Linked DNA regions of Mus musculus: all the other regions are linked to region 1. The links are chromatin contacts, called in public Hi-C and HiChIP or PLAC-seq maps. All regions are on one chromosome and are shown on one strand. The core of a region is the stretch at or near the end of the contact, and the rest is flanking DNA. Distances in the headings are between cores, read along the strand shown. Region 1 holds the start of Pdgfc (platelet-derived growth factor, C polypeptide). Region 2 has its middle 45 kb from the start of Gm52636. Region 3 has its middle 66 kb from the start of Gm52636.

What was found. A called contact is a pair of places that touch in the nucleus more often than the background predicts. HiChIP or PLAC-seq counts read pairs in DNA pulled down with a chosen protein or histone mark.
Region 2: a Hi-C map of uterus shows a contact between it and region 1, with 3 times the contacts expected there. The contact joins the enhancer-like site here to the promoter of Pdgfc in region 1. A contact is called at or near these places in 11 of 39 promoter capture datasets (the 3T3-L1 cell line, 3T3-L1-derived adipocytes, the C10 cell line and 7 more), 9 of 484 Hi-C or Micro-C datasets (cerebral cortex, cortical neurons, embryonic fibroblasts and 3 more), 4 of 115 datasets of contacts at active chromatin or transcription factors (bone marrow-derived macrophages, cardiomyocytes, embryonic hindbrain and 1 more) and 3 of 9 other capture datasets (adipose tissue, embryonic stem cells and liver).
Region 3: a contact with region 1 is called in an H3K4me3 HiChIP or PLAC-seq map of bone marrow-derived macrophages, with 11 times the contacts expected there. The contact joins the enhancer-like site here to the promoter of Pdgfc in region 1. A contact is called at or near these places in 10 of 39 promoter capture datasets (the 3T3-L1 cell line, 3T3-L1-derived adipocytes, cranial neural crest and 6 more), 1 of 15 datasets of contacts at CTCF or cohesin (large pre-B cells), 12 of 484 Hi-C or Micro-C datasets (3T3-L1-derived adipocytes, the C2C12 cell line, the HPC-5 cell line and 7 more), 9 of 115 datasets of contacts at active chromatin or transcription factors (the NIH/3T3 cell line, bone marrow-derived macrophages, cardiomyocytes and 5 more) and 3 of 9 other capture datasets (adipose tissue, embryonic stem cells and liver).

The regions. Positions count from the first base shown.
Region 1 is chr3:81,033,950-81,038,888 of GRCm38.p6, forward strand. Pdgfc (platelet-derived growth factor, C polypeptide) reads left to right here and starts at 2,467. Exons shown (of 6, transcript NM_019971.3): 1 at 2,467-3,605. The coding sequence starts at 3,488.
Region 2 is chr3:81,581,888-81,586,826 of GRCm38.p6, forward strand. No RefSeq gene overlaps it. Among named protein-coding and RNA genes, the nearest start is that of Gm52636, 45 kb to the right of the region's middle. Within about 2 kb of position 1,929, at least 6 of the 459 cell types and tissues checked have an H3K27ac peak or open chromatin away from gene starts, as enhancers often do. A contact at or near this core is called in uterus, where this site is marked.
Region 3 is chr3:81,561,413-81,566,351 of GRCm38.p6, forward strand. No RefSeq gene overlaps it. Among named protein-coding and RNA genes, the nearest start is that of Gm52636, 66 kb to the right of the region's middle. Within about 2 kb of position 2,684, at least 17 of the 459 cell types and tissues checked have an H3K27ac peak or open chromatin away from gene starts, as enhancers often do. A contact at or near this core is called in 3T3-L1-derived adipocytes, adipose tissue, bone marrow-derived macrophages and 1 more, where this site is marked.

The DNA.
Region 1 (4,939 bases), core at 1,217-3,716:
TATCTCAGTTTCAAATCTATCTATCTATCTATCTATCTATCTATCTATCTATCTATCTATCTATCTATCTATCTACTTATTCTCTTCTCACCTACATGGCCATCCCAAATCAAGTGCATCCTTCCATAATTTCTGTATAGTTTCACTTTGCTATCTCTGCCAATGCATCGAGCAGGGAGCAGGGTCACTATGCCCACAGCTTCCTACAGTTAAAGAAAAAAAAGAAAGAAAGAGAGAGAGAGGGAGAAAGAGAGAGAGAGAGAGAGAGAGAGAGAGAGAGAGAGAGAGAGAGAGAGAGAGAGAGAGAGAGAAGAAAACCACAAAGAATGTTTGAAATTATTTTTTTCTTGGTTGGCTGCATGGATGCTGTTCCTCAAGGAAAATGCCCTGGGCTAAAACAAAGCCAAATTCATTCAAAATGGATTGTTTGGTAATTACAGGACTCTGGATTTTGTAAAACTGACTCTCAACACAAGGGTTTTTTACTTTCCTGGGGAGAGTTTAAAAGCAAGAGAGAACAAAATGCCAGCAGAGGACAAAGTGTTAAAGAGAACTTTGCCAAGGGCAAGAACAGTTCAAACAACAACCATGTGAGCGCACTGAAAAGAAACAGCCAATGTGGCTGTGATTTTGTCTTGGGGTCACTCAGGAGCACCTGGCTGGCTTTATTTATAAGGCAATTGTCAAATCATTCTGTAGAATATGGATGAGGTGAAACACAGAGGTGGCGTGGTATTGTAGATCATCTGTAACTTTTCAAATACAACCTTCTCTGAAATTCCAGGGAGAATGTGAGTCCAATAAAGAAACCTGTCAGTCAGTCCAATGTGTTTATTTATGATCCCGATGTGCCAGGCACTGTTCTAGCCAATCTGAAGCGATACAAAGTAAAGCTTAGTCATCACTCCTTGCAGTCTTTGGAGTGCAAATGGATTAAGTAGGAGTGCACACGTATCCTATGTGGGTGGTCAAGAACTCCAACTGTGTGGAGATGCAAAAAAAGCACATTTACAAAACCTTGATCAGAAAACTAAGTAAATGACAAAAACTGGACCTTAATGGATTGGATTGCAAACAGATCTACCGAGAAAGCATGCCTTTTGGTGTCTCATTTTGATTAAAATTGGGAACTCTCCTTTGCATATTCAGGAATGTACAGAACACTTTTGGAATACACGTATGTCACAATGGAATGGCACTGAAGATGATGCACTGCTAACTTGAATAAAGTAACAAGGCTTGTACCATTAACATCCATACACTTAAAGTCTAAGCAAGAGACTTTCTATCCAACACTGTAAAGGTGGAAATCCCACAGATAAGAATGAATGAATGGAACAGGTTTGTAAGGATTTCACAGGAGAACAGCATCTTTCTTTATTTGGTCCCGGGGACTTCCTGGATGCCAAGCAGGAGTTATAATGAACAACCTGTCAAGTACTCATTTGAAGGAAGAGAGAAGAGGACAGAGACCTGGCTAGAACAGGGTTGTTTGGTAGGCCCCAGTGGTGTCCAAGAACAAAGGAAAAGATTAACATTTTATCGTTTGGACTGGTCCCATCTTTTATTTCTGTCTCCAGGTCATGCCCGGTTTCAGGATTATGTTTACCTTGGTTCTATGGTTGGATTGCATGCCCTGACTGATTCAACTAAGTACTTGGTGATACATCTGTCTGACTGCACACCAAGGCATTTGCTTGCTCTAATGTTATTTTTATTTTCCTTATTTTCATTTTCTTTTTTTATTACCCCTCCATCCAAAGATGCATCTTTTGTTTAGATTTCAAACCCTACTGTGCCTTCAACGCTTTCACGAGGATTTTCTGATAAGGAAAGCATATTGGAATCCTATCAGAGACACATGTATTGCACATGGAACCACCCTAGGCCCTACTAACATGTTTTTCTCATTCTAGATAACCCCATAGGAACTTTAGTCTCAGCACGAAGCACTTCGTGCATAAAGGCAACCAGTTCAAACATTAGGGGCTCCAGGACAGCCTATGTGTAAATTGCCACACTATGTCCCCAGACACTCTAGGAGCTAGATTTCATTATCATGCAGCACCCAGCTGCAAAGGACAGGGACTCTTTCTTCTGCTCAGTGGTACCCTCCAACCCCAGTTCCTCTCCAAACAGGGTTCATGTGGATACAGTGGTGCATGGCTTCAATTCATGTTACAACTCTGACTTTATCTTTACTTTTGATTTATTCATTCTCCTTCAGACAGAGCCATTCTGGAAGCATCTTGAGTTCAACTTCCCTCCTTCAGTGCAGAACTCTGGCCACGAGTCCTGACAAAGCGCTTTGGGAGTGGGGATCCCCTTAGGAATGAAAGACAAGTTACAGCCAGGGAGAGCCAGAAGAGAAGGAGTGGCTGTCCTCTCCTACTTTTTTTTCCCTCTCTCTTTCTCTGAGTTTGCAGCACCCTTGAACAGCCCGCAGACTCCTTATTTGGGGTTAGGGGCGCCCAGGGGAAAGGAAGCTGGGGGCCGCCTGGCGGCATTCCTCGCCGCAGTGTGGGCTCCGTCTGCCGCGGGGCCCGCAGTGCCCCCTGTCTGCGCCAGCACCTGTTGGCCCGCCAGCTGGCCGCCCGCGCCCCCCGCGCCCCCCGCGCCCGCCCGGCCGCCAGCCCCGCGCCCCGCGCGCCGCCCGCTGGGGGAAAGTGGAGACGGGGAGGGGACAAGAGCGATCCTCCAGGCCAGCCAGGCCTTCCCTTAGCCGCCCGTGCTTAGCCGCCACCTCTCCTCAGCCCTGCGTCCTGCCCTGCCTTAGGGCAGGCATCCGAGCGCTCGCGACTCCGAGCCGCCCAAGCTCTCCCGGCTTCCCGCAGCACTTCGCCGGTACCCGAGGGAACTTCGGTGGCCACCGACTGCAGCAAGGAGGAGGCTCCGCGGTGGATCCGGGCCAGTCCCGAGTCGTCCCCGCGGCCTCTCTGCCCGCCCGGGACCCGCGCGGCACTCGCAGGGCACGGTCCCCTCCCCCCAGGTGGGGGTGGGGCGCCGCCTGCCGCCCCGATCAGCAGCTTTGTCATTGATCCCAAGGTGCTCGCCTCGCTGCCGACCTGGCTTCCAGTCTGGCTTGGCGGGACCCCGAGTCCTCGCCTGTGTCCTGTCCCCCAAACTGACAGGTGCTCCCTGCGAGTCGCCACGACTCATCGCCGCTCCCCCGCGTCCCCACCCCTTCTTTCCTCCCTCGCCTACCCCCACCCCCCGCACTTCGGCACAGCTCAGGATTTGTTTAAACCTTGGGAAACTGGTTCAGGTCCAGGTTTTGCTTTGATCCTTTTCAAAAACTGGAGACACAGAAGAGGGCTCTAGGAAAAACTTTTGGATGGGATTATGTGGAAACTACCCTGCGATTCTCTGCTGCCAGAGCCGGCCAGGCGCTTCCACCGCAGCGCAGCCTTTCCCCGGCTGGGCTGAGCCTTGGAGTCGTCGCTTCCCCAGTGCCCGCCGCGAGTGAGCCCTCGCCCCAGTCAGCCAAATGCTCCTCCTCGGCCTCCTCCTGCTGACATCTGCCCTGGCCGGCCAAAGAACGGGGACTCGGGCTGAGTCCAACCTGAGCAGCAAGTTGCAGCTCTCCAGCGACAAGGAACAGAACGGTGAGTATCGCCCCCTCCTCCCCCTTCCCGCGTCTCGCTGTGCGTTCGGGTTGGCATTGTGCGGTGGCATGTGGGGTCCTCCAGTCGTGGAGCTGATGGTCGGGTCTCTGGCGCTGCAGATGGGAGTTTCCTGAGTCCGCGTGCACTTTCTGGGGTGGGGGCAGATTTCGGCAGTTTGCAACTTCCGAAGCTCACTGAGTAGAGGGAGCGGGAAGTGCCCCGCAACCTCAGAGTGGAGAGGACGCATGGGCTATGGAAAGGATTGGAAAAGTCAACTGTGACCACATTGCTAGGTGGCATATGGCCAGAGTTACAAGTAAAAGAACTGCCTTTAAGAAGAAATCCCAAAATGAATGAGTCGTGGCAAGTTTGACTTTAAGCAGGTATGGGGGGGGGTGTTAAGAATGGAGAATTCAGGAAAGGTATTAAATTCCTTAATCGAAACACTGTATTATGGGAAGGCAGGCACCAATAAAGAATTAGGTGAGAAATACAGAGGTCAAGAGGCCACTTGGACATTTTCAAAGGAATTGGTTATGGTTTTTCTCTTGAACTTTTTTTTTTTTTTTAAAACGTGCCTTTGTGCCCCGAAACCCTCACCTTTTGGTGGTGTATTTTTTTGTATGTTCATGAATGACTATTTTGTGTGTGTTGGAAGCGATCTAATCCTGCATAGGAAATGAGAATTACTTTCAGCTTTCAAGTGTACCTGAAATGTTTAGAAAACTTTCAGATGCGAGTTCCCCTGGGCTGGGATTGCACAGAGCTGGAGAAAAGCCTCTTTCATAAGTCCAGGGAAGCTTCGGGGGTGTAATTTGCTTAGCCTCTGAACCCCATATGATTCACAGCATTCAATTTCTAAACTCCTTTGCTCTTGATCTACCACTATAAAGCCATTTTTTGAGACTCTTTTGTAAATAGAAATTTTATACCACACATGAAACCACAATGCTAATGTAGGCATCCTAAAACTGGAATATTAAATACCCTGTTTACAATACAAGGGGAGGTTCTCGCTGCTATTTAAGAGGGAAATATACATGTTTTTCCTACTTTGTTATCTATTTACAATGCAATTTCACTAGCCAGGTAAGATGACTGCCAGAGACAGTTGGGAAATGAGGATGGAGTGATATATATATACATATATACATATATATGTATATATATATATATATTGCTTCAAGGCTTCACATCTGGATTTCAACTCTATAAAGGACACATCTTAAAACAAAGTCCAAAAATACATATGTTCTCTTCATCATTCCTATGCATTGCTGGGCCAGGGTAATAGCATGGTGTTTCTTGGTATGCTTGCTCCTTACCTCTGGCTA
Region 2 (4,939 bases), core at 679-3,178, 550 kb after region 1:
TTTCTAGAGAGAGGACCATTAACTCAGAAAATTATACTTACAAAGCTCAGAAAGTAAACAGCTCAAGAGCCTTATAAAGTTTCTGAAACTTGTGAGAGTCACAAGGACCCTCCTCAAAATTATATAAGTTGCAATTTCTGGGAAGAATACACAATCGGACCAGCAGAGCTGCCAGCAAGATATGCAGAAAGCATCAGAAATGTGGACATCATGAGACATCTCTCCCACGGTTATGGGCTTTTCAGTAACCTATACTCTTGTATGTAAAACCAATAAGCTCACTTATTCAGTAAGCCAACTTGGATAGAATAATTTCTTTGATCTGTCATTGATTCCCTTCCTGGGGTTCATAGACATTTGTTTATGTCTCTCCGGGAAAAGTCACACAATATAGGCAAGCTTATTTAAACTCTGAGCATTGGCATGAGCATTTATAGACATGATACCTACAATTATTCACCTGTATATGACAAGCTATTGTTTACAGCACAAGAAAACATGAAAAACAAAACATTTCCAGCTGAGCTTCTCAAAGGGCCTTAGGTCCCTTAAGCTAAAGGCCATTTCTTCTTGATAAGCCAGAACTGCAAATGTTCAAGAAGCAAGACAGTATCTTCAAATGCATCATTTTGGTCAACTCTCCTAAGTCAGCTGAAATTTCACTGGCTTCTTTTGCAAATACTCTGCAATGCCGTCCTTCTTCTCTGTTTTGAGGATTATCCACAGGCTTCAATTTTCTCTGTACTGGCTTATGTGGCAATATGATCTGCCTAAGTTCCTCAATTATTATGTAGGCTTATGTGATATATTCATGTTTATTAGTAGTATGTTTTAATACATTCATTTGCCTTATTGAATTTTAATTGATGCATAATTATATAAATGTGTGTGTGTGTGTGTGTGTGTGTGTGTGTGTGTGTGTGTGTGTTTATGGAATGTAAGGTATAATGGTTTGATGCACATGTACATTGTAAAGTGACTTTCTTAGTTAGGGCTTTACTGCTGTAAACAGACACCATGACCAAGGCAACTCTTAAAAGGACAACATTTAATTGATTCTGACTTACAAGTTCAGAGTTCAGTTCATTATCATCAAGGTGGAAAAATGTCAGCATACAGGCAGGCATGGTGCAAGAGGACCTGATAGTTCTACTTCTTCATCTGAAGGGTGTTAGCAGCTACTTAGTTAACACCTACTTCAGGCAGCTAAGACTAGGGTATTAAAGGCCACACCCACAGTGACACACCTACTCAAAGAAGGCCACATTCCCTGGCTCAAACATATACAAACCATCACAGTGACTAAATAAAGCTAATTAGCATACTTACCTTGCATCTAATTATTTCATTGAGAAATTTTCAGATATGCTATCAGCAATTTAAAAATATATATTATTGCTAAATATAATATTCCTTGAAATTGAAAAGAAGCCACTTCCTTAAAGTAGATGAAGGGTTTTATTCACCAAAGTGTGTATGTAAACTATTTCAAGTCCAGGTGGGTACATAGTATATCATCATACTGTTCTGAAATAAAGAGACGCACATGTTTTTTGCCAAAATTCCTGTAGTTGTGCATGAGGTGCTTGGAATGTGCTGGTTTCTGGCTCAAGAAAGCAGATTGAGTAAGTACATTTAACATGGATAAATTGCTCTGTGGATAATTAGAATGTCAAAGAACCACCATTACAGCACAGACTCGTACCTTCTGATTTATGTCCAGCATCACACTCTCAAAATCCTTTCTGAAAGCCACAGTCTGGGATTTTACTGTCTAATAGTTTCGTGCTTTTATGCATGTGTTATATATCTTTCTGTTGGAATAGAAAGAAGATCTTCATCTTTCTCAGCCTTCCAGCACATGTTCATTCTCTCCTGGAGGCTCATGCGTGGATAATGCACATTGTAAATCCTTGTAGATTCCAAGTTCTCAAAGAACAAAGACAACAAGAGAGCAGAGTGCAGCTCCTTGCTCATCCCTCCCTCCCCAGCACCACCCTGCTTGCCTCACCCAAAGGAACAAACAGAATCATTTGTCCTTGTTATAAAAATGATTGAGCCACTTTTACAAACTTAACTTCAAAGATCCGACTCCTTGTTTTAATTTAATTCGTTATTTCTTTGCTCTCGTGGTCAATAAATCAAGTCATGAGCCACTAAAAGCTTCTGAGATACTAAATGCTTGAGGTTTGCTTTTCAGTGAACTTTTATGTTTCATTTCAATTTGGAGAGAAACCACTTGATGCTTGCTTCATCAATGGGTGAAACATACCGTACCCTTTTGAAAAGTGTATTTTATTTAACCATAAATAAAAGTTTCAAGGTACAGAGAGCTCAGTTAGAGGTTCTATGTTTATGTATCTGTTCCCTATCACACTGCCAAAGATTGACTTCAAAGTTTCTTCTCTACTCATATGGGGGGAAAAAAACTCCAACTATTCAAACTTTCCTAAGAATTAATTAAGCACATGACCACTATAAACTAAGAGGAAAAATAAGTCCAAATAATATGAAGAAAAACCTGCATATGTGACCCATAAAATGTGACATGATAGCACGTTCTCTGTGGCAAGCTGTTTAAACAAGCTCATAGTTTATGTAGATTTTTTTCTGTTTATTTTCAGTACATTCTCAGTGTGTTCTAGTCTACACAGGTGGCTCACTGTACTACCTACAACAGGGGTTCTCCACCTGTGGCTAGTGACCCTTTTGGCAGTCTAATGACTCTTCAGTCTTATATCATATAGTTTGCACATCAGATATCTACATTGTTATTCATTTCAGTTGCAAAATTCCAATTATGAAGTAGCAATCTTTATGGTTTGGGGGGTCGCAATAAAATGCAGAAGTGTATTAAAGGGTCACAGTGTTAGGAAGCTTAAGAATCACTGACCAAAAGCTAGCTTAGAAGATCAATTTTACCTAGAATAGGCCTTGGGCCTTAGGAAACTGTTCTGGAGTGCTCTACGTGAAGTGGAGTTGGGATAAAGCTATCACATATTACAATAAACGTTCTCATGAGAAAACTTTGCAATCAATTTTATTCCTGACATTTGAGAATTCCTGTTGAAGTTTCATCAAAATTAAAGACTTAGAAACACAGAAATGCCGCTGGAGCAATGGCTCAGTGATTAAGAACACACATACAAGTCATAGAGAATACCTTTGCGCATATCTTAACACAGACATAGGGGATTGACAACCCTCCCTGACCAAATTTCCATGGGTTCTGACAATCATCTTCTGGACTCCATGGGCACCAGGTAATGGAATTACAGGCATATAGAAAAAAAGAATTTGTGCACATAAAATAAAATTCATCTTATTTTTAAAGATATAAAAGAAAGTGAGGGAGGATATTATTTATTCTGAAGGGTCAAAATTGTCTATAAATCTTGGAATTGTGATGTTCCACATAGATTAAGTTTTGAAATGTTAAAAATAGTTATTATCGCAGGGAAACAAATAAAAGCAAAACAATGTGTGGTGTTATTAGCAATTCACTTTCTTTGACACAAATTCAACAGAAATTCCCAGCTACATATAACAGGATGTGCTGAATGTAATATTTCTGGGAGGTATTAATGGCCAAGTTCTAGGCGACAATGAAGAAATCCAGGCTTAAATAGATGAAGAGCTTGCATTGAATATGGACTTGAGGAAAGAAGTGGTAAGTGCAGACAAACAGACAAGTTCCGAGCCGAAGAAAACTATAGCTGTTTTATTCACACATCTACGGTGCACACATTATATAGTGTTGACCAGGACAGTAGACATGCTCCAGTCCTTGTGGCCTCACATACCATGACCTTACAGCACCACTAACAAAAATGATACAAAGAAATCAGGTAAACTGATCAATCCACTATTGAAGTGTTTCTAGGCAGTTTATTGATTAGAAAAATGTGAGTTTAAAAGTATCATCAAAGAAGAAACAGTTGTACTAGAGCTAGGACAAATGGATCAAAGCTCAGTAGAAAAGCTGAATGCAAAAGGGGAGATAAAGCGAAGGCAAGGCCATAATAGCCAGAGTGGTTAGAAAGCTTACATCTCTAGTAACAGTGTAAATGTATGGTTAACAAAAAGAGAGACTATGATGGATGTGAAAATTGCCATCTCATTCTGGATATGGGAAACTTAAAAGGAACAGATGGCTTTAACAATGTAAGGTTCTGATCACTACAGACAAATGATCAATGTCAGGGAACAGCCTGGTTACCATGAAGAATTGACAGATCAAGTTTGGTACTGTAAAGGAAGATGCTGATGAGTGGTAAAGCCCAAACCCATTCAGCGAAATGAAGGATGTGGTAGAGTTCACAGGAATGATGGAGCAGGCAGCACAAACACCAACATAGAATACAGAAAAAACAGAATACAGACCAGACCAGTACACACCTTACACACAATCCAGTGTGTTAAGGAAGAGCATTCGTGCCTTCCCCAGAACACAAAATACAGTGAATGATTTCAAATATGAGGATAGGATAGTTCTGAAAGGACCCAATGTATTTCTTTCCAGATATGTACAGCAAAGTCTTCTCATCCGCTTTGAAAAGATGAGGACACCTAGTGAGGGATAGAGAAGCTCAAGAGTCTTTCTTCAGAGAAGGCTCACTTTAATTTCATGTTTAGGAGATTTACAACATTTTCTGGAGCGATTTAGCACTGCTTCCCACTTGAGTAAATAACTAAACCAAGGATGTAAGGCTATTTGTTGGAGAAGTACAGGCTCTCTGTAACTGATAGGTCACCTCCTTCAGTGTGAGGAGAATATACACTTTAAAAAAACGTAAACACTATAATAGAATCTTCTGAAAAGTCATGTGCTAATTACCTACTTTTAAAGCTCCTACATACAATATCCAAAAGAAAATAATCATTTTCACATGGTTTTCATATTACAGACTCGAATTTGGGTCATCTTTCTTTTTTGAGA
Region 3 (4,939 bases), core at 1,434-3,933, 530 kb after region 1:
AATCACTGAGAAAGCGTTGGAAAGAAGATCAAAGACACAAATATTAAAATGTAAAATGATATAAATCATCAAATAAAATCAAACCAGCATGGTCTATAAAATAGTCAAAGGAAGAGACAAAAAAGGACAGAGGAAAATAGTTTACATAAAACTTCTAGTAGCATTTTTTTTTAACAAAAATTTATTCAGGTAAGATGGCTTCTTATTGTGTTCCAATAAAAAATGTTTGCATGCACATACAAAGACTTATTACAATAAAATTGATATCTTTTTATTAAAATGTTATGTGTATTTCATTAAAAATAAAATACCTTCTATCATTAACATTGAAAAATTTCTAATCTACATAAAAGAATGAAGAAAATCGATGCTCTTATTTCATCCTTGATTTTATCAGTACATTTTTGTTTTATTTTAGTTAATACTGGCAATAGGCTTATAATATAATCTCTATTATGTTGATATATGTTCTGGTTCTAATTAGATTCTTTAGGTTTTTGTTGTAAAGGTGTATTTAATTAAAAGAGCTTACTATGTGTATATGTATTCATGAGGAGATGTATGTAGGTATAAGCATTGTGAGCAGATGTCTATAGAGGCCTGAACGGGCATCAGATCATCTAAGGTAGGATTTATAGATTGTAAACTTTCTAATATGGATGCTGGAAACCAGATTCTGTTTCAGCAAGAAACATACACATTCTTAACAGTTGCCCATTGCTCCATTCCTGTTCATTTACAGGATTTCTGTAAGGAGTGTTGCTGGACTGAGTCAAAGCTCTTTCCTGTAGCCTCAGATATGATCATAGGATTTGTACTCTTGAGTATGTGACATGTGTGGTGTTACAATTACTGCTTTGTAGCTTTTGAACCATCCTTGGATCCTTGGAATGGTGGCAAGCTGGCCATGGTTAGTAATCTTTTTATGATGTGCTGTTAAATTTAGCTTGCCAGTATTTTATTGAGAAATCCTGATTTTTGGATCCATGATCATTAGTTTATGATTTTCTTTCTCAATCGTGCCACTATCTAGTTTTGTTATGGAGGTAACACTGCCTTCACAGTCTGGTAACATTTCTTCCCATACTATTTTTCACATAGTCTTAAGAGCATTGGTGTTAGTCCATCTTTGACGTTGGGGAGAATGCAGAAGCTTGTCTATCTGGACCCAAGCTTTAGTTAAAGACACTTTACATTACTATGTCTATTGCCTGATCAAGGTCTGTTTCTGTTGTTTATACTCTCTTGTAGTGGCAGAACTCTGCACAGAATGGCTCGAGATGTGAACAACTGTGTCTGGCTAGTGTAAACCTATTTCAACAAGGAAGAAAGGAAAATTAAACTTGGTATGTACTAGTTCTTTGACTGTTCATATGTCATTGCATCACGTGTCCTGTTTTTAAGTTGTATTGCACTTGGGCCAATTCTCATTCACCTCATGGTGAAGTGTGATACTTTCTAAACTTTCCTAAAACATTCATAAAAATACACAGTCTGGTGTTCATGTTGCTGTGCTTTTCTCAGACATAATTTTCTTGGACCATGTTTTCATTTGCTGTCCTCCCTACCATGTGTTCCTGTAGAAAGTTACCCATCTACAATATCCCCCCAGAAATGGTTACATCAAAGAGAACTTTTAGGAGAAGGCACTGAGTCACTAACCACATTCAGGAATCAAGATTGTGCAAGAGATGAACTCAGCAGCTTATTTTGAAAAATGCAAGAATCTTAAGAGAAATTGATTTTATTTAGAAGTGGTCAAAGTATAAAATTGTGTAAAAATGTACATGATAAATTTGTATCTAAACAGAATTCTAATAATCAAGCTACTTACTATAAGACTATTCTCTTTTCAGCAGTGATTACTAAACACAAAGACATAACATTTGAAAGTATCATGAAGTAGTAAGTGGGATAAAAACAGAAAACCAGAAGTGTAAAAGATGGCAATAAGGAGCTGGCAGAATCCATTGTTCCATGACAACAATAATTCCCTAAACATTAGCTGGATTTCCTGTGAAATTCAGTCCTTGGAACTGAGAGCTCTCCTCCTGAATCAGGCTCACCATTATTGAGCGATAATGCTGTCTCAAAATTTTCCACTGTGAAGTGAAGACTGTCCTCTCATTAACTACTTAAATCTACACCAACATCTCTTCCAGTGTGGCTACAGACGAAACATCTCTAGCATTCTACTTTCTAATACCAAGTTGGTTTATGGGCAGCATGATTTTATTAACCATTGCTCCAAAATCTTTGGAAGAGGACATAAGATTTGCACCAAACACCAACCTCATTCCTTTTGCTTGGTTCTATAAAACTGGGTATCTTTATAGTAAATAACCTGGAAGCATAAAATGAAGATTATTTTAATCAGCTTCCTTTAGATCCCTTCATATTTCACAGAGCTAATTGAATACTTCATGAGTCAGACTCAGCCAGTGTTATGTGATCCTTTGACAATCATTGTTGCAGAGTGCTGTGTTACCTCAAAATGAGTAACAAACTAGAATGGAGGACATCTCCCTCCAGAAGGGGAAGGGTGAGCATGTCCTGGAGATAGAAGCATGGTAGTATATTCTTTCAGAGAAGGGGGAACTGCATTCTCCATTCCTCTGTGAGTTGCCTTGAACATCATTTCCAAAAAGTGTGCCAATTTGGGAAATGGTGCAAGCCAAAACCTTCCTGACTCAGAAGCCAACTTGCATCACTGTGAGTGTTTTACTTCTGTTTTTGTTTTTGTTTTTCATTCAGGATCAAACCATGAAAGCTTACTTGTTATTTTGTGATCAAGAGAGGCTGGTTTTCAGTCAGTATCCACTCTTAACTGCCCCACATATATTCCCTTTAGATTTCACTCTAACTCTCACACACCCGCTTGAGAAGCATGTGTTAATTCTGACCCTTTGCATTTACCCAGTTCTGCTCAGTAGGAGTCTTCGGAGACCAGAAGCTGTGGTATAATGATCAAGGAGCTGGCAAAAGCTATTTTGGGCAAGAGTTCAGGGCAGGTCTCCAGCCTCAGCAAAGTTCAAATCAAAAGTGCAAGGCAAAAGCAGTTATGAGAATTGAGCAATAATTATGTAAAACAAAATATTTATGAAAAGAAGCTGTCTCTGGAGTTTGTATTAAACATAGCTAGGCACCAGTTAAATGTCCTCAGTTGGGTCTAGGCCTACTGAATGGGTGTGGCAGGTAGGCTGACGCTAGTCTGAGCTTTTATGCACACCTCTCTGACTTCATAGACGTTCTGGGCAACCCGAATCGCCAAGGGCTTCTAAGCAACAATCTGAACTTCATATCTACAGTTTGTTTTCCTGACAGAAAAAGCGGAATATGGTTACCTTAACCAAGCAGAAGTTAGATAAAGACTTGGAAATGCACCTATAATCAGTCAGAAATAAAATAAATATACCAACACCTAAAGCTGCCCCTTTATCTTCCTGTGAAACTAATCCTTTGATTACTAACGAGTACACACACTCAGCCAAGTTCACTATAATAGCAGGAGGTATAAAACTACTTCTGTATTTACCTTGGGATTTAATCTTCAGTTTCTTTATCACATCATACTTATTTTGTTAGCAGAGTTCCTGTCTCCAACTTTGTACTCTTGTATGGGCCATTTTCAGTAGGAACACTTGAGAGGCAACCATTCTTTACCATGACTAAAAGCATTCCCAACTTCTTCTAGCCTTTTCAGGTCCTTCAAACCCCAAATCTATCATCAGCTGCAGTTCCCAAAGATGGCTTGAAACTTATTAAGTTTTCTTAGGCTTATTAGTTTAAAAGATTTCTACATTTTAATAACTATACAGCTGTTTCAGTATATAACTAGACTTTCCTGTGAAAAATTGACCACTTAAATAAAATTAAAATGAAGCCAGATGAGACAAGCAACCACTTGGCCATTGAGAACTGGGCTGTCCATATCATAGGCTACTGATTTACATTACATTCTCCCTTTAATGGGAAGTTATTATTTACTATAATAATCCAGTTGCATTGGCAACTCAAAAAATGTTAAACATACAAAAATTAGTGACTCAATTAGCTAATTAATTGGCAGAGCACTTATCTATTTGCAAACAGGCAATAGGGAAGAACAATAGCCTTAGGAACAGAAAAAAATCATAGCAAGGGCAAGGGAGATCCTTCATGAGTCTATAAAGCAGCACATCCTTTGCAAATGACTATATAAAAATGGCCATGATTTCAGTTTCCTGGAACATGAGCTTTAGGCAATTGTATCAAAATACAAAAAATTCTGTATTTCTTGGCACCACTGGCATTTGGGTACAAATATTTCCTTCTGTGGTAAGCAGTGAATTGAAAAATGCTTAACAACTTCCTCACACTAACCCAAGGCATGCTCAAAGCGTGACATGGGACGCATCCCCAGATTGAGCTAAGCATTTCCCAAAGAAGCAAAATTGTTCCCAGTTGAGAAGGCAGACAACAAGACATCCTGAAACTTTAGCTCACTGCTTAGGCAAATGACTTGCTGCTGCCCTGTTTGAACATTAAAATCCCACAAAGTACTTTTAGAAATGAATGCTGAATTTCTGTCTCCAAAGACTTCCTTATGAATGCTCTATGTTAGAGCCTAGATAGGCATTAGGCGTTTAATATGTTCTGTTCATTTAATATATAGCCTGGGCCAAAGATCCTGGTTAAAAAATAAATTGTTAGCCATCACATGATTGTATTGAATCTGCAGATTGATTTTGTGAAGATGAACATTTTTACTATATTAACTGTACAGATCCATTAAGATAGGAGATTTTCTGTCTTCTAATAACTTTTTCAGTTCATTTCTGTAGTATCCAAAAGTTTTAAGATAGAAGTCTTTTATTTGCTTGGTTAGAGTTAAAGCAAGATTTCTTTTGAGGCTACTATGAAAGGTATTGTTTCCTAGCATTTTTGCCGTTCATATATA